Regions from separate parts of the Mus musculus genome. Here regions 1, 2, 4, 5 and 6 are each linked to region 3. A link is a contact called in public Hi-C and HiChIP or PLAC-seq data. All regions are on one chromosome and are shown on one strand. The core of a region is the stretch at or near the end of the contact, and the rest is flanking DNA. Distances in the headings are between cores, read along the strand shown. Region 1 has its middle 270 kb from the start of Gm39601. Region 2 has its middle 55 kb from the start of Gm12022. Region 3 holds the start of 8430419K02Rik (a long non-coding RNA gene). Region 4 has its middle 97 kb from the start of Gm12022. Region 5 has its middle 88 kb from the start of Gm12022. Region 6 has its middle 42 kb from the start of Gm12022.

Region 1 (4,417 bases), core at 1,779-4,278, 470 kb before region 3:
AGGGGGCTGAGCAGTAATGTTCAGGGCACCAGGTTGGTAAGCCCCCTCCACCATGTATATGCATGAGCTCACCATTTGCATAGAGTGAAAAAGCACTGCTCCCATTAATCACCACATTCATCTTAATAATTAGTGGCAATAATGTTGAAGAGCGGTGGTCTCCACATCGATCTCTGAGGCACCATGGGCTATTTCTGTTGCAGATGAATGGTCATCAAGAGTGACAAGCTGATGCCTTCAGATCCACCACCCCAGTTCCCGGGCTTTACTGCCTGGCAGCTGGTCGGGAAGCCAGGGTGATCTATGGAGCTAATCCTGTCCCTCCAGGAAGACCAGTAAAAAGGAGTGCCATGACACTTGGGAGGGGGCTTCGGACAAAGTCCCTGACCAGCTTTAAGGGACCCTCACTTAGCCATACATATAGTAAACTAGCCATAACTGCAAAGCAAAAGGCTATTTGTCATAAAGATTACGGCTCCATGGTTAAGCACTTGAAAGCCTACCTCTTGCTCTCATATCTCCATAGAAGTTTGGCTTGGGGTCTGTAATTTGCCAATCCTTCTGGGTCAAAAAAAAAGCTGTTTCAGGTCAGAAATGTAATAGAATGTTTTAAGGCCTGTGGTACCCTGCCAGAAAAGACAGAGGTATTAATAATTTTCAAGAGTTTTAAAGAAAAGACCTATCAGATGGGGGGGGGGGGGAGTAAGTCACAAAAGAATCTGATGGAAGATTTGGTAAGAAACTAGAAAGGAGTTCATTAAAGAAGGAGATTAACCAGAGAACAGAAGGATAATAAAGAAGACAGCAAGTGGGAAGCCAGGGATGGAAGCAGGATAATGGAAGTTGAGCGCGATTGACAGGTAAGCACTAGCAGAGGGTGGAGACAAAAACATCTCCATCACTGACCCAGGAGGCCTGTGGTACCTTGCCAGAGAGGTTGTAGCGATGGAGATGTGTATGAGTGCCAAGACAACCATGCTTCCCTTCCCTGAAGAGGGCTTTAAACTCACACACACACACACACACACACACACAAATATATATATATATATATATATATATATATATATATATATATATATACTTTTTTCTTTCTTTTTTTTTTTTAAAGTCAGGATCTCACTATGCAGCCCTGGCAGGTTTGATACTTACTATGTAGACTAGGCTGGCTTTGAACTCACAGAGACTCTCTCTGCACTACCATGACCAATACAAATAGTTCCAAATAGTGTAACAATGATTACATTTCTCTTGTACTCTAGATTGGCATAGACCCTTTGGCACAGGCAGCCTTTGAGTTGATTGGAGACATTTGATAATGTCGAGTGTTTTCCTTCCTGGGTTTCTAGTTTCCAACAGAAGATTGAGCTGACTTCCCTGAGGTTTTGGTTTTCCTTCTGTCTGTATCCAAAGACAGCAGCAACACTTCCACCAGCAGCATGACCGAAAGAGAGTGTCTGCAGTACTCTGAGCTGGTCCTGGGTCTCTGTACTGCTTCCTTCTCTCTGAGAGAGCAAGCTGAACACAGCAACACTGGTGCATCCATCATTTTGAACAAAGAAAGATCAATTTATTTAAGCAATTACCCTGCTTTGCATATAACTGGTTGATCTCAGCTATTCTTCCCCCAAGATTTGTGAGTGTGTGTGTGTGTGTGTGTGTGTGTGTGTGTGTGTGTGTGTGTGAAAAAGAAAGGGGAGGGGCTTATGAAACATGGCCAAATCAGCTTCTGGGACAAGGTATAGCACTCAAAACAGAGAATTGTGAGGATTTTTTTTGGCTTGTGACTGTTCTTTCCCTCTGTTTGCAACACTCTCTTACTTTGTTAGAGCCGCTGAAGGAAAGGAAAGGGTACTGGTGGGGCGCGATCCTACTTGTACAAATATACACCAGGCCTGACACTTGCCCTCTTCCACAAAGTCCATAAAAACCAGGTCTTATAAAACCCTCTGAACTAGTTCCTATTCCTCCCCAGAGATGCTGAAAAGAAAGGGTCACATCTACAGGTTGGGACGAGGACAAGGATGCAGGGATATGAACAATGGCATCTTCTTGCTATGCAATAGCTGGAGGGAAAGAGTGGAGGGGCTAAGTGACAGCAGGATCTGGCACCACTGACCTTAAGAAATACAGCATTTGAACCAACAAAAGGAGAACACAATGGACTTCCATCTGGGGGTCACTGGGCCCTCCATGCTGACCTAAGGAAAGGTTGACCTCAGCAGCCTAAATGGCAACATTCTGAACGCATGGAGTCTGTTTGTGAAGTCCTTGAATTTTTGGGCTAAGGTTGGTGTGCTTGGCAAGGCTAGGCTTTCCCTTCCCTGCCTTTGTCCTAAGAGTGTCTTGCTATTCCTGGTTTCTATGCCCACTGCTCGGTGCCTGGCATGTGTGTGAATGTTTTTAATTGGATTCTCTAAAATGCATTTCTGACACTGATTTGGTTACATTATATCCTATTCTGTTATCAAACAAATTTGCTGTCAAACAAAAGATCAATGTTATTGTAATGTCCTACTTGATGGATTAAATAGGGTATTATTCAACTCTTATTAAACAATCAAGAGAAACACACTGGGACCGGCTTTCATTCACAGCTGCTAACACGGAGCCGATCTGATCCGTGATTAGGAGACGGAAGGAGCAGTTATTTTCAGATTAATTAAACAAACAAGTAGGATTTAGGGACCAAGATTTTTTAAAGCCAGAATGATTCTTTGAAACATGTTTGGAGAAGGACATAATTTACTTTAATTACACGAGTGAACACTTAAGAATATAAAATCTTTCAGTGACGCATTCTGGATTAATTGCACAGAGCTATCGCCGCACCATAAACAAAGCCCTTCCAGGGATCAACCTTTCAGGGAAGCTTTTTTCCCCCCTGTGAGTAAATGTCCATTTAGAGAGCTTTTCTAAATTTAGAAGCAATGCTCATCAATCATTTATAATAAGCACCAAATAACTGCACTTGCTTGCCAGAGATGCAGCCCCTCCCCTGGCGCAGAGTGGTCCCCGTAGAATATGATGCTGCTAGACCGGCACCTACTCCATTACCAAGGTCTAACCTCTCTGTTTCTTTGACTTTACTCTTCAGATGCCCAGAGAAAGCAAATATTAAGTCAGGGGAAATCTCCCTTTTATCTTAGCTGGGCTGGCTCTATATTATCTGTAGCCTTTCCTTCTATGCACACCCCCATCGCAAGCCTTTCCATCTAGTCGGCCACATTCCGGCTCCTTCTGTCTGATGCTGCTTCCGCTAATGGCTGGAGAAAGGGAACATTACACCATTTAACGTGTGTGGGTCACATTAATCACAGAAAATTCTTTTAATGTCTCAGAAGTAACTGTCAAGCTGGACATACTGAATCTATTTAAACTAAAGCCTGCCATTTTTTATCTACAGTGATCTTTAATTCCCATAAAAGGGTCAAGAAAATGTGATTAAGTGACAGTTTTAAAATGTACTATAATATTAAATAGCTTGATTAAGTGACAACTATAAAATGTAATACAATATTAAGTATCTGGCTATGTCCCAAAAGAACTTTAAAGTATTTTTGAACGGTTTGGGAATTCACTAACCCATAATGGGTTACTAAAGAATTTTTTGTGGGGGGTGGGAGATGGACATAAAAGCAGCCAAACTTAAAACAAACTCAAAACAAGACAGAGCAAGAAAACAAACAAAGACAAACTAAAACTCTCCCAGCACTCCCAAGTGATACAGAGTCCAGGTCTCACAGTTGCCTTCTGTAACATGGTTTTTGTTTCTGAACCTGGTGCAGTGCTTGACTGAAGGTATAATGTCTGTAACGCAGAGAATAGAATCAAAGGAGTCCTGGAAGGGAGGCGGCAGACTGGGCGTGGTCTCTCAGGAGTTGACCATCACCTAGCAGGTGCCTGGCTTGCCCTTTGTGTTGTACCTCAGCTTCTTTGGGGGACACTGTGAATGAAATACCAGCATGGTGGGGGATCGAGGGCTTCAGCTAACCAGTTTTCTTCAGGAGAGTAAACCATGGAAACACTACATCAGAGGGAGCCTCTGTGAATGTAAAGATTTGGATGCAGTAGTCTGGAGGCCTGACTGGAAGGGCTGTGAAAGGAAGGCGATATGACTGTGTAAAGCTATGAACACATAGTCTAAGTGCTCAGGTCAATGGCTCAAAACCTCGAGGTTATTGAGCAGGCCATAGAGTGACTCTTTCTTTCCTTCATTTGGTTCTTCCATAGCCTAGGTTCCCTTAGAAAATTAAAGTGAAGCGTTTCCTGCTATTACCCTATTTGGAGATGTGATCTTATGGAGTGAGAGGGAAGAAAGGGAGGGAAAATCAGGGAAAGCAAGAGGCTGTTATGGAGAGATCCTTATATCATAGGCTGCCATTGAATCTGAATGCAGGCTTGCCTTTCCAAGAAT
Region 2 (4,188 bases), core at 1,119-3,618, 440 kb after region 3:
CTAAGAAGATTTCCTCTCTTAGTTATCAGAGAATCCAAAATAAGTGATGGTCTTAAGTTAACAAGCTAATATTTCATCCATGGATAGCAGACTGTTAAAGGCTAAATATTCCAGTGAATGGAAGAGGCACATACGCCGCTATTTGCCCGACACAACTTTGCTGTCATGGCCTATTAGAACCAGTTTACATGAGCATGTCGAATTTGATGAATATGTATGTGACCCTTTTCAGAGTCATCACTCATTGGGCTATGGCCCCCATGGCAGGAAAAACAGCACCTCTCATTAAACACAGCATGAGTTACAGGCATGTTATGTTAATATTTCTTCAGAACTTTAGGGGGTTTTCATCTTGTTATAATAAATCGTATGAGGAGAATAATTTAAAAGTATAATTGATTTAACAACACCCCATTTCCTGTATTTTCCCCTTAACTATTTTAGGTAGTCTGTGGGTTCTAGAAAGTGTTTTTCTCAGGAAGTTGTAGGACATGCTTATGAAGTGAGCTGTATATCATTCATTTGGGGCCCCTGAGGTGGGCCCCCTCCTCATTGGGAAGTTTAGAAAGTCTAAACAGAAGATCTGCATGCATGGAATATTATAAGCCATGAAAGTCAAGGCTCCCTTAAACCTCTGGAACACAAATCATTTACTAACTCACAGTTCTTCCCAGTTAGTGGAGTGCCTTGTAGATATTAAACTAATGATCACAGCTATGATAATTATTACTATTGCTACTGAAGTCATAAAATTAATGTGATTTTTGTGCCAAGGGCCTTTCTGTAGATTCATTTTAAATGTCATAGAAGGTGTAGAAACAATAATTCCAAATATTATGAAAAAATGCTGAAAAGGCCTAAGAGAGTCCTTTACTCATATTCACAAGGTCCCCTGAGTCCTCCGATCTAACTCCTGTTAAGATTTCAAATATTTGTTTTTATCCACCCTCAGACTGCTTTATGTGAACTTCCTTGCTGTCTGATCAAGCTTGTATTTATTTGGAAAATCTGAAAGGTCTAACTCAGTGTCTGCCATATAAATTATAATACAACCTCAAAATTGAACCCAATGTTAATGACACTTTTAACCCAAAACACTGAGAAGTGTTTTCTCCGAGTCTACTGATGTACTGGTGCCTCATCGATTTGGCCATCATTGGGAGATAGGACATTTAGAAGAGAAGCTTTGGCTGAGGCAGTCAATGCCACTTATGAAGAGGTTTGTGTTCCTGTCAGGACTTTCTGCAGAGCCACCACAGTACAAAGCATGGAATTAGGAAGTCTGTGTTCTAATCCTGAGCCTTCCTCTGGATGTGGGGCCATAAAAAACATTCATTTTAGCTTTTACTTTTCTCACTTACAATTTATTCCAAGCTCCTGAAGGTCTGCATCTGTCTCCTCAAACAATGTCACTTTACTTTCAATCAATTGGTCTGGCTCCCTGCTGCTGTCCTTTCTACTGTTTCTGAGGGCTGGCAAAGACCATTGTTTCCTTGAACCTCATCATGAGTCTATTCTGCCTGTGAGCAGACTTGGCATGATGGTGAAGTTCTTAGTTACAGACTTGAGACCTTTGAACATTTGTTTCCCTTTTTCAAAATCTGCATCTGTAACACTGGGATTGGGAGCTGGGTTGCACAGTGTGGTCCCAGAAATAAATACCCTTCTCTACACAGGGTTGAGGATTCCTTTTTAAATTTCTCATCGTGGTCAGAGTTCTTCAGATTGAGTTCCGCAGAATCTAAAACCCCCATTCAAGAGAGCAAAGTGCATTTGCTCAAGCAATAATAACTATCTTCCTCCTCTTCAAGTGGTCTCATTGTTTGTGTTCTAATTGGTTAAATTTGCTTCTTGTTTTTGATTATTTCAATCAACTCTATTATAAGTACTGCTATTATAGGCACTTCAATCCAAGGAGCTGAGATGCAAAGGAGATCAGAATTTTCCACAGGTACACTGTGCTAGAACAGAACTGGATTTGAACTCTGGCACTGTGGCTCAAAAATTGAGACTTTCAATCACTGTGCCATAGTATGTATTAAACTTATTATCTCCTGAGTGATAACAGCTTTAGGAGTATATGAAGCAATAGTCTATAATAGAAAACTATAAACTAACACAGAAACAGACCACAAAATACCCAGATTCCATCCCAGAAACTGTCTTCCCATTTCAGCACGTTGGTGAATGCCAGTCTTTAGTGGCACTGGGAATTTGGGTGAAGCTATCTGTGAACGAGGCCAGTCTCACTGGGGCCAAGTTCTGAAGCTCAAGGTATGACCAAAAAGCTGTCATTGGGAGTGCTTAAGTGGAACACTCTCTCCCAGAATCTACGCCATCACTCTTCCCTCACTTGAGAGGCCCCCAGCTGGCTGAGTTGCAGCCTCAATAGCCAAGGCAATCTCCAGCCCTTGCTGTAAATCTAGTACTGGAGCTGCCAACAGACGGTGTTGGAAAAAGTCTGCTCTCTTTCCTGCCAACCAAATGGCCCCATAGCATAAGCTTCCAAGTTTTCTCAGTCTCATAAAATTTGGCAGAATGAGACAGTAAGGCCATGAAATTTGCATTTATCTTGTGCACCTGACACTTCCCATCATGATGATCGAGTGCTTTTCTCATGCCGTAGCACTCTTGGCCAAGGGAGGACAGGAAAGCAGGGTAGAGGTTGGTTGGGGGGCAGGCTAATCAAAGCCAGGAAGAAGAGTAAATCTGTAGCCATGAAGGATGGAAAACAAGGTATGGGAGGAATGGAAGGCTAGGGGCTGAGGAAACACTGACACTTAAGATAAAAGAGCTTGTCGAAGCCCCTTGGCCACTGGAGCTATCAGTCTGATCCCTCTCAGAGGCTCTGTGTTGACCTCTAGAGAGTCACATACAGTATCTTCTCAGCTGCTTGAAGAAAGCCTATTTTCTTTCTTATAGCCTGTCATTGTATATACATTCAGGGTGAGGGTAAAAAAAATTGACTACAAAGTCTACAAGTTGTTGCAATTAAACAATTCTTGTATGTTGTGTTATGATTTCAACTGATGGAGAAAATGAGAATGAAAATTTTTTTTCAGTAATTTACCATATCTGTTTCTTGGTTCATCTTGCTTCATGTTTTTATATGAAGTAAAAAATCAAATCCAAAAAGGGAGCAAGAGGTCCTTTAAGCCTAGCATCTTAAAGGGTTTGGCTCTAGAGTAGAGCACCAGGCTTCTCCTCTAGGTTAACTGTTTGCAGCTGGTAAAAGCTCTGAGTATTTGTTTTAAGTCTCTGTTTCCACTCTGATAAAATAGTTTTATTTGAAGTCTTTACAGATTTATATTGAAATTCAACAAGATAATAAATGCTACATGGGAAATAAGCATTACACTGATATGAGATAGTAACCTAATTCCTTGACTTTGGAGAAATGAAGGCAATTATAACTGACCTACAGCTATGCCATGAAAATAAGAATTTAATACATCTATATTTACTAATTTTCATACAATTTTCTAAGACATGTTCTAACAGGCTTTTGTTTGAAATTATACTAATTCATGAGCACTTTAAGACCTGGGCTAGTAACCACAATCTCTTCTCAGCCTGGGCTAATAGCTATAATTTCTCATTGGGAAAGCCTGGGATAATAGCATGATCTCTTCCCAATTTTCCCAGAATGACATGTTCCTAATTGTTATTTCTTAGTTGTAGAATAAAATATATATTCATTATCATATTAATTTATGCTCTATATTTTATTTACTAAATTACTTTGTATTCTAATGTATGTTGTTTAATTTAACATTACTATATAAATTTAATAAACATATGAAAATACATGTAAGAAATATCTATACACATATATGCTTACATACATGTAAAACCTATATTTCTTGTATAAACTGCCTTTGAGTTCATGTTTCTTTGTTTGGTGCAAATAGGCTTGTCCTGTGTCCCCTCAACATTTTGACTGTAGAATAAGGACTACTGTGCAAAATGTGGAGGCCTGAAACCTGAGGATTGTCCTTAGTCATATATTTCAATACCAATTATGTTTTATTGGCACATCATTTCATGGTATAAACTAGATACTTCCTGACTCTTGAGGAAATGGCTGGCTTATGTTATTCATCTCTACAGTCTTCATGACAGATTTTTTTATCTATTCTCCTGTGAGTGATGTCAACTTCACTTTATATACTTGAAAATAAATGTAGA
Region 3 (4,450 bases), core at 798-3,297:
AGCAATCCTGTTTTCTATTTGGAAAGAGAAACCAGCTGTGGGTTGGCTCTACTCAGTAATGGTAATGGTGAGTCACTGCCTCACCTGCAGGAGCAGAGGTGTGCACTCTCACCTTTTGTTTATGGGGCCTTGTTTCTGACACGTGGGTGTGCAGAAGAGAGAGGGGGTGGGGGAGGGAGGGAGAAGAGAGAGAGAGAGAGAGAGAGAGAGAGAGAGAGAGAGAGAGAGAGAGAGAGAGAGAGAGAGAGAGAGAGAGAGAGAGAGAGAGAGAGAGAGAGAGAGAACGTGAGAGAGGTTGCAGCCTGGTCTCAGAGCTGTTGCCCACCTCGCCCTGCTCGCCCCCCCAAAGATGGGACTGTTTAACTTTCCTATTTTGGCCCCGAGACAATTCTACGACTGCATAAGAGTCCATATTAGTGAAATCATTTTCTTTGATGGGTGGTTAGTTGCAGTTAACAACCATTTATTTACTTTTAAAAATAATAATAAACTTTATAAACTAACCGTCCTTTTACTTCTGCCTCCCCAGTACAAGCCCGGTGAGTCAGCCTTTATTATCCTGGAGGCTCTAGCCTAGTTGGGGTAGGAGGGGGCGGGGTGGGGAGAAAGCCGGGGAGGGGGGAGGAGGGGGAAAGGAGAGGGTGGTGAAAAGAACAGGGGGAGAGGCTGGGGGTGGAGGGGAAGAGTGAGCGCAAGCAAAGGGGGGCTGGGGAATGTGGAGATTAAAAAGAATCATGATCATTAATGTCTAGGAATTAGAAAAAAATAAAGCAAGCTTTTGTGCCATGGTTTCCCCCCTCGGAGTGAGGATTGTGCGAGCCTTGCTCCTCAGGTCTCTCTGTTCCTGCCCCTGACACCCTCCCGTTTAATTCTGTTTTAGCTTTTCCTCTTGTAAATTTCAGAGCCAGCTTTGAGGTTATTGACGACACTTATCGGAAGGAGGAAAATAATAGAGGTGTGGAGAGTGGTTTTGATGTTTCTTAAAGGACAAAAACAAAACGCCCTCCCCTAAACAGGGCACACAATTATACAGGCTTCTTTTTTGGGGGTGGGGGTGGGGGGGTGGGGGGAGTCCGCTGGCTGAATGAGACTAGTATGACTAAGTTTCTTTTACAAAAAATTTAAAAATGTTACCCGATCATATTTAATCAAATGTAATTATAACACATTCAAAATGAATAATATGCCTTGGAAGTATTTTTATTGTTATTGTTCATTGCACGATGTTCGACTGCTTTAGAAGCACAGGAAAGAAGCAAACGCGCTACAAATGGGGAATTACCCTCGTTTAGCATTAAAATTCATTTAGATAAAATTGCCACAAACATTTAAATGGGAAGATTAGTTCCCCCTCACGCCTTATTGCACTCGCTCAATGGTTCCGTTAAGAACATTTTACACGTTGGAAATTCCGTCTTCTCAGACGGCTTGCTGTTTCCTAGTTACACACATTCAAAGCAAAGGCTGCAGCCACGGCAGCCGCAGCAGCGGCAGCAGGGGGAAAAAGTTTGGCAACTGGTCTGCAATTCATCCGCTGCGCCCCTAGTTTCCCTCCACCCTCCCCAGTTCCCCCCCATTAACAGCCCCCCCCCCCGACTTATGTGTTCGAAGAGCCCGGCCTCGAGGAGCCAAGGTTGGTTGTACAGTATTGACAATATTAAACTACAAAGAAATGGAAAGAAGCCGGTGGGTCCCTCTCTGCGTCTCCCGCTTTTGTACGAGGCTGAGGGTTGAGTGCAAATGTGCCGAGTCGCCCGCACCCCGACCCCAGGGCCGCCGGGCGCGCCGCCGTGGCCCGAGACGTCTCCAGGAAATTCGCCACTGCTCTCGCTAGCGCGGTGGTGGAAACGTGTTAAAGGCTCAGCTTGCAAAGTCCTGGCACCGTCCAGTCCCTCCTGGCCCTCTTCTCGCCCCACCCCTCCCCCCGCCGCTCCCCCCCCCCCCCAGCCCCTCACCCCTGTCCTTTCTTTTGAGCCGCAGGAAAAGAGGAAAGTCGTCTTCTACTGCCACCTTTTGGGGATTTGGAAAAACGACGCAGTAGGAGACCGGAGGGAGGCGGAGCGCGGCAGTGTGTTTTGAGGGGGCGGGGGGGAGGGGGGGGGAAGAAACCCCCTTATGATCATGCGTCGGAACTGGCGCCCTTAATCTGATGCTTAAATATTTGATGTGGAAAAATTACCCATAAAATTAGTTACTAACAATTTCAAATTGAAATCACTTATCGAATTATAAGCGCATTAAAGCTGTATGGATGGTATTAGGAGTTCCTTTGGAGGCTGTCTCCTCTCGGGGAACCCGGCCCACGAGTTTTACCGCGGGGAGAGGCGTGCTAGGTGGAGCCCTGGGGAGACCAAACGACAAGGACAGCAGTTGGGGTGCCGGGTCCTAGCGGGCCTAGAGAAGATGGATCTGGGTATGGGGATCGCATTCCGGGCAGAAGCGCATACTGAGTAACTCCAGGGACAAAGTCCGAACGTTGTGAAAGGGGAAAACTGCTCTTTTACGCTGGAATTCCGAGCCTTCAGTGATGCTTTCAGCTCCCCCTGTGTAGGCGGGAGGGGGGTGTTGGGGGTGGGCTGAGAGGAGTTTTGAGATGTCTCTAATGAGACCGCCGCGGCCGGCTCACCCAGCTCCAGCCGCGTCTCAGACTCCCTTTAGTTTCCCTCTGCACGACATCGGGGCTGGGGCTGGGGCTGGAGCTGGTACGTGGGCGGGTGGGTCTCAGTTGTGATCCCACACTACTCCGAGGTACTCGGGGTCTGCAGAAGAGTCCTATGCTTGCCCCCATCCCCACCTCCGCCATCTGAAAGTCAAAGTTAAGAAGAATTAACTGTCTCGGTAGCCTGGGTGTCCATGAGTTAGCGCAAAAGCATATTCAAAGACTTCTTCGGCTCACTCTGGGCTCCGTCAATTGGAACCCCTCAGAGTGGTTTGTAGTTGCCAGAATGCTTTCACAGGACTTTTCCAGACGGAGCCCCGGCTTCCGAATCCCAGGGCGCTCATGGGAGCATGTCGGTGAGAGCTTGGGCCCTGGAGGCTGCCTTGAACAGTCAGGCTGGGCAAGAGGGTGAGCTTCCAGAGTGTATAGCACTCCGGTAGAATGGAGAAGAATAGTGTCACAGTGTGTTGGGCAGAAGCTCCTTCAAGTTTCCTTAAAAGTCCTAGAAACTTCCCCCACTTTGGATCCCACAGGCCCTCGGCCCTTGGGAAGGCAGTTAAAGCAGAAATTGGTGATATAGGTTCTCAACGGGTGTTTGGACCGTAAGCAGGGAGGTGTGGGTTTGTGTGTGGGGCGCCCAGTTTGAGTCATCATTTTTCCTGGTCTCTTCTGTGCTACCCAGCACCCCCTGGCCCTTTGGCAAACCATACCATCAAGGGTAGACGCAGCATTAGAGGCTAAGAGCTCTCTGGTTGGGGGAAAAGATCTGGGCGGGAGAGTTGGGGGTCTTCCTGGGAGACTGAAGCCAAGAAATAATGGGAAGGGTAGGGTTCTCTTTCACATCGAACCAGCCTCCCGCCGCCCCCCCAAAAAGTTTAAAACATTCTCTTCCAAGGCGGAACTGAAAGAAAACACAAACAATATATTGGGCAATCCGCTAGACGTTTGCGTTGTAGAGTCTTTGCCCTAAAAATGATACCCTAGGGTTTTAATAGGGAGATGGGAGGCACTTTTAGGGGCTTGGTTTAGCTGGTGAAGAAGTAACTCCTGTGCTGCTCACGCGCTCAGTCCACCTCAGGGAATTCCGACTCTGAAACTCTGGATTTAGTTTTAATCCAGTCTTCCTTTGATCAACTGTATAATTCCTAGCCCTGACCACCTCTACCCCACACTGTGTTCATTAGGACCAGTGACTTTATTCTCTGGGAGGAAAACTACTCCCAGGTCCTAGCCCATTAGGAAAGCAGAGAGTAGAGTCACCTGCTTCATACACCTACGGGTCCTCTCCCCGGCGTCGTTTTTCTGGCTTGGCACCCTAGCTTCAGGCAGAGTGTACCGGAGAGTTCAGGATCCCACTGTCTGCTTTCTCTGGGTTGGAGACATGACTGAAAGACAGGATGGCCAACTCTCTGGCTCCCCTTCTCTCCTCCCTTTCTTGCTTTTCTGCCTAGGCCTCCCTCACACCTCAGCACTTTTCTCTTCCACCACCCTAAAAGTGACAGGTTCTCCGAATTCACCTGAAGACCCGAGGCTCTAACCTCTCCCAGTCCCCGCAGGCATTGGGGGTGGGGGTGGGGGTGAGCGGCGAGCGCCGAAATCGCTGCAAAACCCTTCTGCCAACCTCACCCACTTTTCTGGATTTGAGTAGGTGACTGCGCATAGAGATCCCCCTTGAAGACGTTGTTGAGCATGGTCTAGGCTTTCAAAGAGCCGGATTCCTCCCTTTCGGGAGATCGAGGGTCACTGATAACGTCACCTCTAAAAAACCTAGGAAGGCAGCAAAGACCCCAA
Region 4 (4,603 bases), core at 848-3,347, 480 kb after region 3:
GAAAGAAAAAAGAGAGAAAGAAAGAAAGAAAGAAAGAAAGAAAGAAAGAAAGAAAGAAAGAAAGAAAGAAAGAAAGAAAGAAAGAAAGCAAGCGAGGGAGAGAGAGAAAGAAAGAATCACATTGTAGATTGAGATATTGAGAAAATGTAAATTTGCTCCCATCAGCTGATGAGCAGGCTCTGCTTTGAAGAGTCACATCACACCATCACAAGGGTTGGATTTTGTTTGTTTGTTTTTGCTTTGTTTTGTTTGGGGCAAGCCTCAAATTCCCTTTATTCAGTTGCAGGAGGCCTATCTGCTGGCCCAGAAAGCTGACAGGAAAATAATCTTTTGTAAAAATAGAAATCAAAAGCATCTTCTAGCTTGTCCTTCCTTGAGATGTCTACAGTGACTTGCTTTGTCCTGCCGATTTCATAGGTTCCGTATTTATTAAATATGTGCAATAAAATTATAGCCATCCTTTTTCAATATTTAAATTTTTTAATGATAATGCCTTTAAAATGCACAGAACATGAATGCAGGAGCTGATGTGATAGGAGAGAGCCTTATTGCACATAATTAACAGACACATAATGTCTGGTAACTAGTAATTTCCTTCTAGCTGAGTAAGGAAATAATTTAATCACGTTGATCAAATGAATCCCAGGAGTCTAGCTTAACATTATGCCAAAAAGAAAAAAAAAAAAGAAAGAAAGAAAAAAGAAAGCCTACACTAACCTAGAAAACACTAACACACCATACTACTCGGCTTTTTAAAGAATTCCGTTTTCCAACCTTGTTTAGCTAACCTTAATGCTTAATACTGTTTAAAAAGCAGCCCGATTTTACTAATTGTCTTAATCTGATATTTGGGAAGCATTATTTTCCAACAGTGACAGAGGGCAGTGGCAACAAATATCAGAATGGCTGGCCCTCCTTTTTAGAATCTACTAAAACCTAAGTGTTAGAAGGTATAATTGCTCCCTCCAGTAGATGTTCCTCCAAACCCTGCCTAGAGCTTTACTCTACAGTATGAAGAGAAGGCATATGCTGGTATGGGGGCAGGCCACTCAGATGTTTTCTTCCTTGAAAATCCCTTTCCTAGAGTAACTTCGCATCTAACGACTAAATGTAAACCACACTGCTCATCTCTAAACTCCATACTTAACATTCAAAGCAAGCCAAGCCTGCCTTCTAAATTACTCCCCAAATTTCCTCTTGATAATGGATGGCCTAATAGAGACTACCTGGTAATTTTTTTTTCATGAAATCTTTTGTGGGCCTTCCCATTGTTCTTTTGAACTACTTAGGAAGGGAGAGACAGGCTTTCATAATCTGAAGGCAGCACTCCATAACAAGGTGATATAATTTAACACTCACCTAATACATTTTTATCCATCTATTGTTTGCTAAATAATTCCTGCAATAACACTTTTATTCTTTCCATAATTCTTCCAGGCAATACTGGAGGAATAATATTTTTACTGTGATGATTGATGTCAGTTCCTGGTGCTATGTAATGGCCATGAATAGAGGTTATTGATAAGCATCAGGAAACCTGGGAGATGTGAAGGGGCAAGGAGAACATTCCGAGGCTCTTGTTGCATGAGCCTCGGGATCAGGGATCAGAGGGTTAACGCTGTTTTATGAGGCTGTAAAAGTCTACCCCAAGATTCTTGTGTTAGCAATATTCTTTGTGTAAGATGCATGTTATTAAAACAAGTAGCAGCATCTGAATTAAAGTGACAGGATGATGGATGACTACTGAAGAGGAATGGAAGCCGTTTCCAGCATTTTGGTCTAGATGTGGGAATTCTGCCTCAGAGGCAAGGAGCTTGGCAGACACATTGATTCCAAGCTGACGCATGCTCATAAATATGCCCCAGAGAGGTGTGGCCTAGCGGAATTTACAAAATTATGTTCATGAATTATTTAACATTTATTTATGGATGCTATATTTAAACAGTATTTGCCAAGGCGAATGGACCATAGCTTACAGAGTGATCTTTAGATAATGCAAATCTTCATAAGGCAGAGGTGGTGGGTGGCTTGCCCAGGGAAGCTAAGACCATCAAAATGATATTACAGAAGGTGAGTCTGCTGTTAAAATAGCTTTCCCTAGGAGAATCTGAATGCTCTCTCATGTAACACGGGAACAGAGAAGAGGAAAGGTCATGGGGGTTCCCCTCTTTAGGAATTCAGTTGATTTAAAAGACATGACTGTGTAACCACTGGTTCAAGTTTTAGCATAATACAGAGTTTTACTATTTACAGCTGCCTTTTAGACATGGGATGTAATTCTACTAGTTTCAGGATCAGGCAGCCAGGGAAAGATTTAGAAGTTACAAGAACATAGATGCTTCCCCAAATCACATAAAGGGCTGCAATGAAACACCCTAAGTTCAAGTTACAGTTCACAAGTGTGTTAAGTTCATTTTGCATCATGTGACTTGGCAAGATGGCTTTGTGGTGACACATCCTACTTGTTCTCACACATGTCACATGTTATCCTGGCATTGAAAGGGACTTTGTGGCTTGCTTTGGCTGCCTAAGTGTGAGCAGAAGTGACATGTTTAACTTCTAAAGTCGACTCATCCACGTTTTCTCGTGTGTCACTTGTCTTGTTATAGTTTGGTTCCAGGATCGTAAGACCTCCAAGAGCTGATCCTTGTGACTGTTTAGAGAGGAGCACCTTCCTTAGCCTGAGTGAAATGATGATAGCTAGGCAGTTAATACCAGCTTGAAAGACAAGGTGGGGTGAATCTTCTTCATGGACTCTGAGCCTCACCTCCCTTTCCCTAGAAATCAAAGTTCCTCCTTAAGATTTAAATTGACTGGACTAGACGGGACAGTTCAGAAGTTAAGAAGAGTCACTGTTCTTTCAGAAAACCTGAGTTGAAATACCATTACCCATGTAAGTAACTCCATGTAACTCTATAATCACCAGGTACCCCATCTCCAGCGTGTTCTCCTTCCTCTAGTACCTGTATTCACCCTAATGGAAACATGCATACACATAAACAAAAATAATAAGGCATAGATCTAAAAATTATTTGCATTACCATATAAAAGATAGATGTGCACGGGCTTTTTAATGGTGTCTAAATTCCCATTGCCTGCCTTCTCAGACACTAGATTTAAAGGACAAATCTATCTTTATTTTCTCTCTCATTCAGACTCCTGACAAGAATCTACAGCTTGCCTGCCCAATTACTTTTCTGTAAAATTTTAGTAAAAATTTCCCAAGCTTCCTTGTGGACCTATTTTATTTTCTTTTGTCGTTTCCTGCTTCCCCTCCTCCTCCTCCTCCTCCTCCTCCTTCTTCTTCTTCTTCTTCTTCTTCTTCTTTTCTCTCTCTCTCTCTCTCTCTCTCTCTCTCTCTCTCTCTCTCTCTCTCTCCATTTCTTTTTAGTTACTGACACTACTATGTAAATACTTATACAGTATACTTCATTTCTTCCTTGGTATTTTTCTTAAGACAGGGTCTCACTAGGTAGTTCTGGCTGTCCTAGTTGGCCTTGAATTCACAGAGATCTGCCTGACTCAGCCCCTGTGGTTTTGGGTTTAAAAGTGCACACCATTTCATCTAGCTCCATTTTAAGTCGTTTTTCATAAACAAAGCGAAAAACCCAAAAGGAGACCCTAAGTTCCCCCAGTAACATGCAATGACCAATGTGGGGTTTGCCAAATTTCCTCTGCATTGTATCCATTCACCTTTCTGTGATGAGTTCGGGTGACTGAAGCAGAACGTAGACCACACACTACTCATGCCAAAACGACTAAACATAAAGAAGAGGTCAGCTTCACTAAGGTATACTTGGTAACATAGTCAATTTAAATTTGACACAAGCTTTTGGATAAATCATATTTTCCAAAGAATGATTTACATTCTTTGAAACAGTGCAGTAGGCAATGACATATTTTCCAAAATAGTTCCTATTGCATTTCTTTTGATTCTTCATGTCCAGCCCTTTCCATGAAGGATGAGGAAAAAATGCAGTCTGGTAGTGAGGAAGTTGGTTTTGGTTTTTTTGTTTGTTTGTTTGTTTGATTGTTTGTTTGTTTGATTTGGGGGAGGGTTCTCCTTGAAGAGATGGTCCTAAGGATTTTTGTCTTTCTGATAATTTGAACCCACACTCTACCTAGCAAGAACAGACCCAGGCTTCTTCTCACACCAGTCTTTTCATCGGGACATGAGCATTCTCATTCTTTAAAAAAAGCCATTGCAAGTGTAATAATATACAAATGAATGGTATTAGAGTGTTCCATGTGACGCAAACATTAGTAATATCAAGAAAAAATAAAATAAGCCCAATTATATTTGTTCTAGACAATTCTATAACAATCATAAGAAACAAGGTGGTAAAACTGAGTTCTTTTTTTTTTTTCCCAAAGAAAACACCTCGTAGTGTAGCAATTGGCGCCGCATCAGACTGGCAGAATGTCTAGCCTGGCAGTCATGGCAAAGAGAAGTGCAGAACTGTACAGTGAGTGGTGGGTCTCTCTGCACAGAAAAATGGGAGGTGGCAGAGTATGTAGGACTAAGAAAGATAACTGAAGGCAGAACCTTGTGATGAGACATTTTGTAAGTTTTCATCATCCCTGACATGGAACATTCTTCTAT
Region 5 (4,462 bases), core at 109-2,608, 290 kb after region 3:
GCAGATATCTTGATGTGTTTCAAATCCATAGATAACTGATACTTCTAGGAGCTAAAGGTTTAGACAGCTCTTACCTTTCATCAGTTAACATTCAACGGGCTATAGTACCAAGCCCACCCAGAAGATCAGTCCTCCATGAAAAGTCTGTGTGAAATTTAAAACAAAACAAATCAACAACAACCAAAAATAACCCAAATGGTATTTTCAGAAAAGGCTAGCAACTAGAAAGTACTATATGGCCCAAAGCCTTGAACCCACTGACCTGCTGTCAATGAGGTTGGATGGCAGGTAAGGCCAATGGAATGATGGCAGACACTGTGACTTGTATAAGCGGATGCAACAGCAGTCTTTCCTAGGTTGAGTTTGGGGTCAACCAGACAAGATGTGGTTTCAGTGAAGCACACGGAGATGCTGGTGAACATGAACAGAACCATGAAGCTTTGGTGAATTTAGATATCAATACTTTGTATCAGTGAACTATTTTGCCTTCCCTTGGCCTTTTGTCAGCTTTGCAAATGTCTTATTCTCCAGAATCATGACTCTGGTTTTACTTGTATTGATCTTTTGCTTTGATAACAGATAATAAAACAGATTCACTGACCAGGAGAGTCTTCCTCCTGGTTCCCCACATGCTGTCTGTCCTTCTTTAAAATGATATATGGTGAAATGGAGTCTGCTCTGAACCAGGGCATAGAGCAGAGTTTCTAGAAAGTGCTCAATAATTTTGGCAAGTCCAGGGTTAAAAGTTCCCACACTAGGTTCTCACATTGGAAACTTACTCAGACTAAGTTCACTTAGATCTGCCATTTCTTTCTACAATTTTGTATATGTGGCAATTTTTTTAACCAGAGGGTGTTTGGACATCTCTTCTCTCCAGGAACATTTGGCGTTGGCTGAGATTATTCTTGCTGCTACATTGAAGGTGGCTGTACACCATTCATCCATTGGGTAGTAGCTTCAGTAGTAGTGGTAGACATCTTACACCAACACAGAGCAGTACTCTCAAAGAACTCATCTAAACCCAAATTTCAAGAGTGCTGATGTAGAAACAAGACTAATTGTTTATATGACTATATATGGTTTTATTATTCTTTAATCCATTTCTAAGCAACTTAGGCTATGAATTATAAATAAACAATAGCAGGAAGACACCTGCCTATGATCTCAGCAACATTTCTTCATTGTATAAACAAACTTGGCACAAGAAATTTCTCACCCAGGCTTTTCTGGAGGGAAAGCAGTTTGATTTAGGGACTCAGATGTGGGGGTCAGAGGAGCTCCCACACTCCTGTGACCTGCCACTAGCCAGCAGAAGCCCCACCATTGTGGGACTGATGGGATCATGACAAGGGTTTGGCCGCCGCTAGACTTGTCTCTTTGCCAAGAGTGAGTGCCATGTGAAATCTGACAGCTGTCTTCCTGTCCCCTCCAGTCTGCTGTGTCACAGGAGCCAGGGAAAGGCAGGGGCACCCACAGCACCAGTTTTGGGGCAGGTGGCCCCATGAGAAGGCCTGTCCCCACTCTTCTCTCCCATTTATAAGTCATGACAGATTTACTCATCTTACTCCAAGCCATTGGAAAGGACTTGAGAGCTGTGTATCCCTTGCTCACCCACCCATTCTGTATATGAATGTGGAGGTCCTGTACTCCTTTATGCTCAGGGGTTCCCCTGAGATTTGTAGACCCTGAGCTGTGAAGAAAATGAACTGGCTTTCTCAAGCTTCTTCTTGCTTGAGAATCCTTGCCAGGGACTTTTTGATGTTAGCTTATTTCTACACTTAAGTATGTTTCCTCTTGCCAGTGTGCTATTTTCTCTTAATGTTTTTCAATTAAGATGTTCTGAGTGTCTCAGACTGGTTTGAGCTCATCTCAGGAATCCCTTAAATAGACAGGTGGTTCCAATCTCCCTTACCCTGATTGCCTTGAAAACTTATTTGTGAATCTTTTTGCTGCTAAAAGATGCTTGTATGCCTTCCAGTGAACATCTGTTTATTTTTGCATTGTGATTTTGTGGCTAGCTGTTGATGCTGCCTGTCATTTCCCAGTGACTACAGAGGATCTCCCTCTTAAAGGTAGATCCATGGCCGTGGAGAAATATAACATGCCGTGGCAACTTTATCTTCTCATGTTCCACCTGGCAGCTGGGCTGATGAAGCAGCAATACCCTGGCTGGAAACTCCAATGGCCTCTGACTCTTGTAACTTAGTTAGCCAACCCCCTTTCCCCAGGCAACAAGGCAGCTCTTGACAAAGCATGGGAGTTGGCGCCACAATGCCCTTGCTGACCTGACCATTAAAATTCAAAGTAGGAAGTCTCCAGTGGAAAAGTTCTGGCTTTAAGATCATGTCTTGTGAACAGATGGATTAAAGCCAAGTGGCTGGCTGCTCCCTCTTGCCAATGCTGGAGAGCTATTCCTATCCCGCATGGCTTCTACTCTCGCTGAATAATCAGGCTCCTTCTGGCCACCTGGAAAATACAGAGTCAAACACCTGTTTAAGTAGAGGTGGTGAGCTCTGGGCCTGCCACCACCAATCCATCTGCAGCCACAGCGCAACATTTACCAGCTGCTTTACTTAGCATGAGGTGGGAGCCTGCTATACTTCGATGAAAGCTTCAACAATACCCTTAAAGCATCGTAACACATGACAATTTCCACATCGGTGGGGACATGCAGGCTCAGAACTGATGCCTGCCAAGGTTTCCAGGGCTGGGGGAAGGCTGCAAGAGCTCAGCCCAGGCCCCACTGAACATGGACTCACTGCTGGTCTCTTAAGAACTGGGCTGAGGCAATCATTCTCTAGGAGCAGAAGGTGGCTGGGCCTAGTTGGCACTCCATTCCAGGAAAATGAATGCATTCTGTCGGAAGCACTGTGGAGACCATCATTTTCCACAGAGCAGTTCTCTCCTTTGTCTGGGGATAGCTCAGCATATAGAGAAAGCCTGAGAGAAAAGAACAGAGTATAAAGTTTGTGCCTTTTATATTGGTTTGTGTACAGCATCTGTGGTGCCCGTTGGGCTAGGAGCTACTAGCTCTTTGCTCCTTTAATTCTTTGATTGTCACCAATGCCAGGCTAATAAAAATAGTCATTAACACAAGCACACTATGGTATAAAGCAACAGCATGCTCCATCCCAATACCCAGGCCTTGTTTCTCAGAAGCAGAATGTGTTTCTGGAGAACCTCGGGTAGTTTGGTAGGAAGACGCTTGAAGAAATTCTAGAGTCTGGTTCTTACAGTTATTTATGAATAATAAAACTTTAAGGAAGAAATTATTGCCATCTTCGGTTTCTGGCCTGGGGATTTTACATCAAGGCAGAATGTTACATTGAATTAAAGTTTTTAATGAGTGTTCAGCATGTGCAATGCTTTCTAATAATTTATATTTCCAAACTTTAACCCTATGAGGAATATATTTTCCTTATAGGTGAAGAACATGATGTGAACAGAGTTGCCTACCCCCAACATCTTTGTAAGTGAGTGCTAGAGGCAGGAGTGAATCCAAGCAGTGGGGGCTTAGAGTCTGCAAACCACTCTGGTTCTATGAATCACTGGGGAACAATTATGTTCATCTACCACCAGACTGTTTAGGAGATAATTCATTTTTAAAGATTGCACAGCATCTTGCTCCTTAAGTATGTTTTTCACACTTGTTTTAGAAACTACTCTTTCAGACAGCTCTTGTCAAATAATTAAAACACTTTCTCCCACAGGTCCTCTGTGGCCTCATAGAGACGAGAGGATTGAGGCCATAACTGGGTTCTTGTCACATCTGGTAATGATCCTACTCCTTAAGAGGCTTTCTGTCCCATTACTTCTCAGACCTTTGTGATCAAAGGTCCTTTGCTGATTTGTGATATGAAGGCAATATAGGCATAGAACGGTATGGAAAGTGTGAGAAGAGGAGAGTGACTTTTCCTGTCTCTTCCTTCCACTCCTTATGAAGTTTCCTATGTTTCTGCTGTGTCACAGTTGTCTGAGCCAACTAAGAAATTGTCCTTATCTTGTTGAATATGACTGGCTCAAGACTCTAGTCAAAACGGTCAAGAAAGGAACTTGTCTATCACCAATGAAAAGCCAAGTCAGTCAGCTCTTAACTTTGTAATTCCCTTGGAAGCCATAACTAGGCTCAGGAGGTCACCGTAACATTCAAGACCCAACCCCTCCAAGGTCAGTGCTTTCTATTATATTTCCGCATAGCCAAGGAATTATGAATATTGACTATGCAGGTTACTTTTAAATGTCAACTTGGCACAACCTCGAATAATCCGGGAAGAGAGTCTTAATGAGAAATTATCTAGACCAAGTTGGTGAGCACATTTGTGGAAGATTGTCCTGTTGTTTTGTTACTGCGTTTTTCAGACTTTAATTTTATAATTTTTCTTGTGTATATGTGTGAGGGGGGGGAGAGAGAGAGAGAGAGAGAGAGAGAGAGAGAGAGAGAGAGAGAGAGAGAGAGATTTTG
Region 6 (4,831 bases), core at 1,424-3,923, 340 kb after region 3:
ACTTCAGTTTCTCTGCCCTTACAGAGTTCAGGGCCCTAACTCAGGGCATGGTACCTTCCACCTCAATTAATGCAGACAAGGAAATTCTCTGCGTACATGCCTATGGGCTGATGCGATCTAGAAAATCCCTCACTGAGAGTCTCCTGCAAGGTGATTCTAATTTATGTCAAGTTTACAATGAGAACTAATCATCAAAGCTTCAGACCTTCCTTCCTATCTGATACACAAACAAGACACCTTTTACTTCTTGTCTTCAAAGTCTCACGATTATCTAATAATGTAAACAGTCCTCATGCTTTTTAAAAATTTGTAACAATTTATTAATCCAAAGTCTCTTAACTGTGTCTTCTTATAGAATAGAAACCAGTGGCATACTTCCAACATATAATGGCACAAAATAAACCATTCTTATTCTAAAAGGAAGAAAAATCAGGGCATCGTTAGGAATAGTCTTATTAAAACAAACCCAGAATCCACCAGGAGAACACCAAATTATGAAACCTCATGTCCACCACCTGGGCTTATAACAGTGTTCTGGCCTCAGAGGGCTTAAGGAGTTCCACCTCTGTAGTGCCTCCACTTCCAGCATGCACAACTTCTTTCATAGACTTAGGATGTTCTACTAGACACTTGCAGTTCCTCTTTGGTGGTTGTCTCATTACCCTGCTATTTGGAGTCTCTTAGAGGGAGAAGCAATGTTTCTCCAGAGACAATATATTTTTTATTAGGCATCTAATGGTCATTTGGCTTTCTAATGTCCTTGAAGTCAACAGGATCAGAAAGGAATAACAGGGTTAGGAGGAATAACTGATCTAGATAACAGGGAAAACCGTGTTGCTTTTCTAATGGAATTAAGAGGAGAAAATGGTGGGCAAGAGGTCCTTTAAACTTCTCTTGGAGTTTGTGTGTGTGTGTGTGTGTGTGTGTGTGTGTGTGTGTGTGTGTGTGTGTGCTTAAAATCACCGTGAAACTGAAAATCCAGTACAGGAAGGATCACAAATAGTCCAGATGCTTCAGGGATGAACACATGGGTGACAAAGGATCTTGTTCCTATATGAAGAATTTAAAATAACAATGCAATCATAGAAACATGGACTTTAAAATGAGAGTTTTATAGCAGGTCCTGAACATGGATTACATAAACATTTCTATGGTCTTTGGTCTATGTATATTTATGTGAACACCGAATGTTCCAGGTACCATGATAGAGGTAACTGGGAGTCACAGTCTTCCAAGGCCAGTTGTTTAGCCAGGGACTTACTTTTGTGTACCACAATGATAATAGTAAAATGGTCAGGACTAGGAAAAGGTGGGGCACCTGGATACATTTCTACATTGGCATCACATCTGGTAAGTGGATAGTCTCTGTACTGAGATGATGATTCAGGTATCTCAAAGGAGACAGTGTTTAGGATGAGACCTGGGAGACAAAGAAATACAGGCAAGGTGCATGGAAGATAGGACAAAAAGAAGCAAGCAGAGTTCAGTGTTCAACCAGCATTGGGACAAGAAGACCAAAGCTAGACAGGTGATGTATAGTCAATAGATCAACAGAGTAAAAATTGGAAGGTTAGGGTATACAAGTGCTAGGAGATATGGGTATAAAGAAGGGCTTATTCATTAAAAAGGAAACAAAACAATAACAACAATAATAACAATAACCAAAAAACTGAATCCACTCCAGGGAGGATATGGTAGCTTGGAGACAGGAGGACATGATTGACAGATTCCAATCACAGAGGTGAATTTAAACTGTAATATATGTGGACAAAACAGTAATTTTGATTTTCTGGAAGGCATTGTAAAACAAATCAAAAAAGTTGAAGCTAACAGCAAAATTATCTTGAAACTTTGGAATCACTATGACTGTGAACGTGGCTTACTGTGTTTGAATGTGTTCTTTCTTCTCTATGGAACACTCTGTGGTCAGATCCTTAGAAAAATCAATAAAAGATATTTTGAAAAAGAAGTTACTAGAAGTCATAAAAGACTTGAGTTAGAGTAGATATTTTGCAGCTGTTTCTAGCCAGGGCCAGAAAGTGAAAACTAAGCAGCTGACACATGTCCCCTCGTAACTTTTACTGAGCAGACAACTTCCCTTCATCCCCACCACCCTGCCCAGCTTTACAGACCTTTTATTTTAATGTGAAAAGAATTTTTAAAAAGTTTTGAAGTTAATAAAATATACAACTTGACCTGGTTAATTTGAACCAGTTTGCAAACTCCCTTTATATAGAGACAAAAAAAATAAACGTACAGATTAGCAAACTCTTGGCAGAGTCTCTGCATCTCATGTTAGCAAATTCTTTACTTGTTACATTTCCGGCTCCCTGGACATGAGGATGAATTAAGCCTGAAATAGCCAGCCCTGGCTAATTATATTAGTATTGTTTTTTTGCAGCAAGAAAAAGTGTGTCACGGTGTTCAGATATGCTTAAGCCAACATTAGCTCTGACCTTCCAAGTTTTGGATGTTGGCCCCAGGATTTTGGATCCTGAAATAAAGAACCCTTGGCCAAAGACACTCTCTGCCTTTCTGATCATTACAGATTTTGTCATTAATGGAAGTGACAATGCTGCCAGCTAGAAAGAAATTGAAGGGTAGAGGTGGACTGCGCAATGAGGACTGGCAGAGCCTGAACTGGCCGAAGCTTGCTGACTCCTGATTTAATGTGGTTCTGGATCTTAAGAAACTCTGCCCTGGTGATCAAGTGAGAGAAAATGCATTCTGGGAAGAAGGTCAGTCCTAGAGCCGAGGAGCTGTTAGATGTTGCTGTCATCTACTTTCTAATGTTCTCTCAGCGTTGCCCTGTAATTCACCTTTCCCAGAAGGCTTTCCTGCTAAATCCACTCCCCTCATAATGTTATTGTAATTGGAGGGTTCAACACTGCTTTTAACTTGTCTCAACTCTCTACTTACATCTTTCATTCTTCTTTCTAAGAAATGGCTGTATATCTTGGCACTGCGTTCAATGCTAGCCACACAATGCATGCTTAATACTTTGTTGGGGGCATTATGAGAGAGTGTTATGTTCAGGAAAAGAGACCATGTCATGTAGCATCTAGCCACCTTGCAAGCAATATTCTTCTGAATAATCCCCTTTATTACTACCATAAAATATTATACTATTCTTATTGCTTTTGGCAATAAGAGAGAGCTGATAAAATATACCTTTCCTACCAGACCTCATATACTTAACTATTAGGCAAAATCTGAATAGAAAGCTGGCAATATATGAAATGCCTGGTTCTTATAGAGAAAGCCAGGTCACTGGAGTATGAAAGTTTGATTCTGCACTTAAAGTGGTCTAGGAAAACATAAACCTCTGTATGTTAAGTGTGACTGTTCTGTTGGTCCCTCCAGGGTTTTGAAATGGAGCCTTGTCTCAAGGTCTTCACCAAGCCTTTCTTTGAGAAGTGGTCTGAAGCTTACTCTCAAACCCTTAAATGTAAAAATAAACAAGCATTCAGTCAATGAGGTCCCCAATGCCTTGCTGTACCACAACGCATTTAGAGTCATAAATCACAAATCCGACAGGCCTCTGATGATGTATTGTGTGAATACACCGTAATGACAACACTGACGATGTAGTAACGCAATAGACCTCAAAAGCCTATCACTTCAGGAATCACTGTTTACACAGAGTCAAGGGAGGAGTTGATGATGGAAAAATTGAGAGAGGGGGAAGGGAGGGAGGGAGGGAGAGAGAGAGAGAGAGAGGTTGTTCTGGTTGCCAGTCACCATTTTGACAAGCTGTGAACCCCAGACTGAAAGCTTCCACCTCCCAAGCGCTGGTGTCTTCCGTCTCTGAGTGGCCGTGTGATTGTACAACTCCCAGAGATGTAGCTCTCTCAGACACAGCAGGGCATGAGCAGAACCAAGTTGCAGGCTGACCTTCTCAGCTCCAAACTCTTGCTGACAATTCCAAGTTTTGTAGTGAATAAAATAGCTAATTATACCCAAATCTTCAAATTCAACCAACAGCAGGTCCGAAATGTTTTGTAAAAACTGTGTTTGTACTGAACATACCCTTCTTATTGTCTCTGTGCCCTAAGCAATACAATATAACGAGTGTTTACATATCATTTACATCCTATTAGATATTACAAGGAATCTAGAGATGATTTAAAGCCCATGGGAAGATGTGATATATGCAAATGCAATCTTATACAAGAAACTTGAACATTCATGAAATTTTCCTCAAGAGGTTAAAACCAGTCCTCTTTGGGTGCCCAGGACTAAATGCTTATGCTACATCATGAGACAGGAAGTCCTTTCTAGTCCTAATCATTAAATAAAAAAAAATGTTCCTTCCCTGACATTCTTGTAAGCAGTGGACTCCAGTGACTTGGACAGAGAATCATCTTATTTGTTCTGTGTATATGTGTTGCTATAATGGCTGTCTTCCAGCATTTACAATATCTGGCTATCTGACCAAGCTAAATGCCAATCACATATTAACCTTTAACAATAACAACAATAACACCCACAACAAAAACCAATTCAGTTTGTCTATCTCTCATTTCAGGAGAGCATTTATGGAGGAGTGACACCGAGGAAAATTGTCATCATTAAGCATTTAGATTGTGCCCTGCCCAGAAAATAATGAATTATATGTCAGCTCTATATCTTCTTAATGGAAACAATAGGAAATTTTAAATGTCCTTTGTAAGGAAGGCTTTGAAAAATCCTATCTGTAGAATCTTCAATTTTCTGTCATTTTTCAGCCAACCTATGACTTTAATGGTTCACACTTAACTTATCTTAGTTAAGCTCATAAGATGTTCCTAAGAAAAAGAAACAAACAAGGAAAAACTAAAAGAAGTCAAAA

The links. A called contact is a pair of places that touch in the nucleus more often than the background predicts. HiChIP or PLAC-seq counts read pairs in DNA pulled down with a chosen protein or histone mark.
Region 1: a contact with region 3 is called in a Hi-C map of uterus, with 6 times the contacts expected there. The contact joins the enhancer-like site here to the promoter of 8430419K02Rik in region 3. A contact is called at or near these places in 1 of 39 promoter capture datasets (liver), 11 of 484 Hi-C or Micro-C datasets (the N1E-115 cell line, embryonic fibroblasts, nephron progenitors and 2 more), 7 of 115 datasets of contacts at active chromatin or transcription factors (craniofacial prominence, differentiating embryonic stem cells, embryonic basal ganglia and 4 more) and 2 of 9 other capture datasets (embryonic stem cells and embryonic tail).
Region 2: a Hi-C map of cerebellum shows a contact between it and region 3, with 1.9 times the contacts expected there. The contact joins the enhancer-like site here to the promoter of 8430419K02Rik in region 3. A contact is called at or near these places in 11 of 484 Hi-C or Micro-C datasets (cerebellar granule neurons, cerebellum, embryonic fibroblasts and 3 more), 3 of 115 datasets of contacts at active chromatin or transcription factors (craniofacial prominence, embryonic hindbrain and neural tube) and 1 of 9 other capture datasets (embryonic stem cells).
Region 4: an H3K4me3 HiChIP or PLAC-seq map of embryonic hindbrain shows a contact between it and region 3, with 8 times the contacts expected there. The contact joins the enhancer-like site here to the promoter of 8430419K02Rik in region 3. A contact is called at or near these places in 2 of 484 Hi-C or Micro-C datasets (adipose-derived mesenchymal stem cells and uterus), 7 of 115 datasets of contacts at active chromatin or transcription factors (craniofacial prominence, differentiating embryonic stem cells, embryonic hindbrain and 3 more) and 1 of 9 other capture datasets (embryonic stem cells).
Region 5: a contact with region 3 is called in a Hi-C map of cerebellar granule neurons, with 7 times the contacts expected there. The contact joins the enhancer-like site here to the promoter of 8430419K02Rik in region 3. A contact is called at or near these places in 10 of 484 Hi-C or Micro-C datasets (cerebellar granule neurons, cerebellum, embryonic fibroblasts and 1 more) and 2 of 115 datasets of contacts at active chromatin or transcription factors (embryonic hindbrain and stem cell-derived neural progenitor cells).
Region 6: a Hi-C map of uterus shows a contact between it and region 3, with 3 times the contacts expected there. The contact joins the enhancer-like site here to the promoter of 8430419K02Rik in region 3. A contact is called at or near these places in 1 of 39 promoter capture datasets (the 3T3-L1 cell line), 10 of 484 Hi-C or Micro-C datasets (the 3T3-L1 cell line, 3T3-L1-derived adipocytes, embryonic fibroblasts and 1 more) and 2 of 115 datasets of contacts at active chromatin or transcription factors (stem cell-derived neural progenitor cells and vascular smooth muscle cells).

Annotation. Positions count from the first base shown.
Region 1 is chr11:19,349,537-19,353,953 of GRCm38.p6, reverse strand. It overlaps the pseudogene Gm12026. Among named protein-coding and RNA genes, the nearest start is that of Gm39601, 270 kb to the left of the region's middle. Within about 2 kb of position 3,028, at least 16 of the 459 cell types and tissues checked have an H3K27ac peak or open chromatin away from gene starts, as enhancers often do. A contact at or near this core is called in the N1E-115 cell line, embryonic basal ganglia and uterus, where this site is marked.
Region 2 is chr11:18,436,656-18,440,843 of GRCm38.p6, reverse strand. No RefSeq gene overlaps it. Among named protein-coding and RNA genes, the nearest start is that of Gm12022, 55 kb to the left of the region's middle. Within about 2 kb of position 2,368, at least 13 of the 459 cell types and tissues checked have an H3K27ac peak or open chromatin away from gene starts, as enhancers often do. A contact at or near this core is called in cerebellum and neural tube, where this site is marked.
Region 3 is chr11:18,875,207-18,879,656 of GRCm38.p6, reverse strand. 8430419K02Rik (a long non-coding RNA gene) reads left to right here and starts at 2,047. Exons shown (of 4, transcript XR_003949854.1): 1 at 2,047-4,450.
Region 4 is chr11:18,393,700-18,398,302 of GRCm38.p6, reverse strand. No RefSeq gene overlaps it. Among named protein-coding and RNA genes, the nearest start is that of Gm12022, 97 kb to the left of the region's middle. Within about 2 kb of position 2,097, at least 8 of the 459 cell types and tissues checked have an H3K27ac peak or open chromatin away from gene starts, as enhancers often do.
Region 5 is chr11:18,579,522-18,583,983 of GRCm38.p6, reverse strand. No RefSeq gene overlaps it. Among named protein-coding and RNA genes, the nearest start is that of Gm12022, 88 kb to the right of the region's middle. Within about 2 kb of position 1,358, at least 26 of the 459 cell types and tissues checked have an H3K27ac peak or open chromatin away from gene starts, as enhancers often do. A contact at or near this core is called in cerebellar granule neurons, cerebellum, stem cell-derived neural progenitor cells and 1 more, where this site is marked.
Region 6 is chr11:18,532,888-18,537,718 of GRCm38.p6, reverse strand. No RefSeq gene overlaps it. Among named protein-coding and RNA genes, the nearest start is that of Gm12022, 42 kb to the right of the region's middle. Within about 2 kb of position 2,673, at least 9 of the 459 cell types and tissues checked have an H3K27ac peak or open chromatin away from gene starts, as enhancers often do. A contact at or near this core is called in uterus, where this site is marked.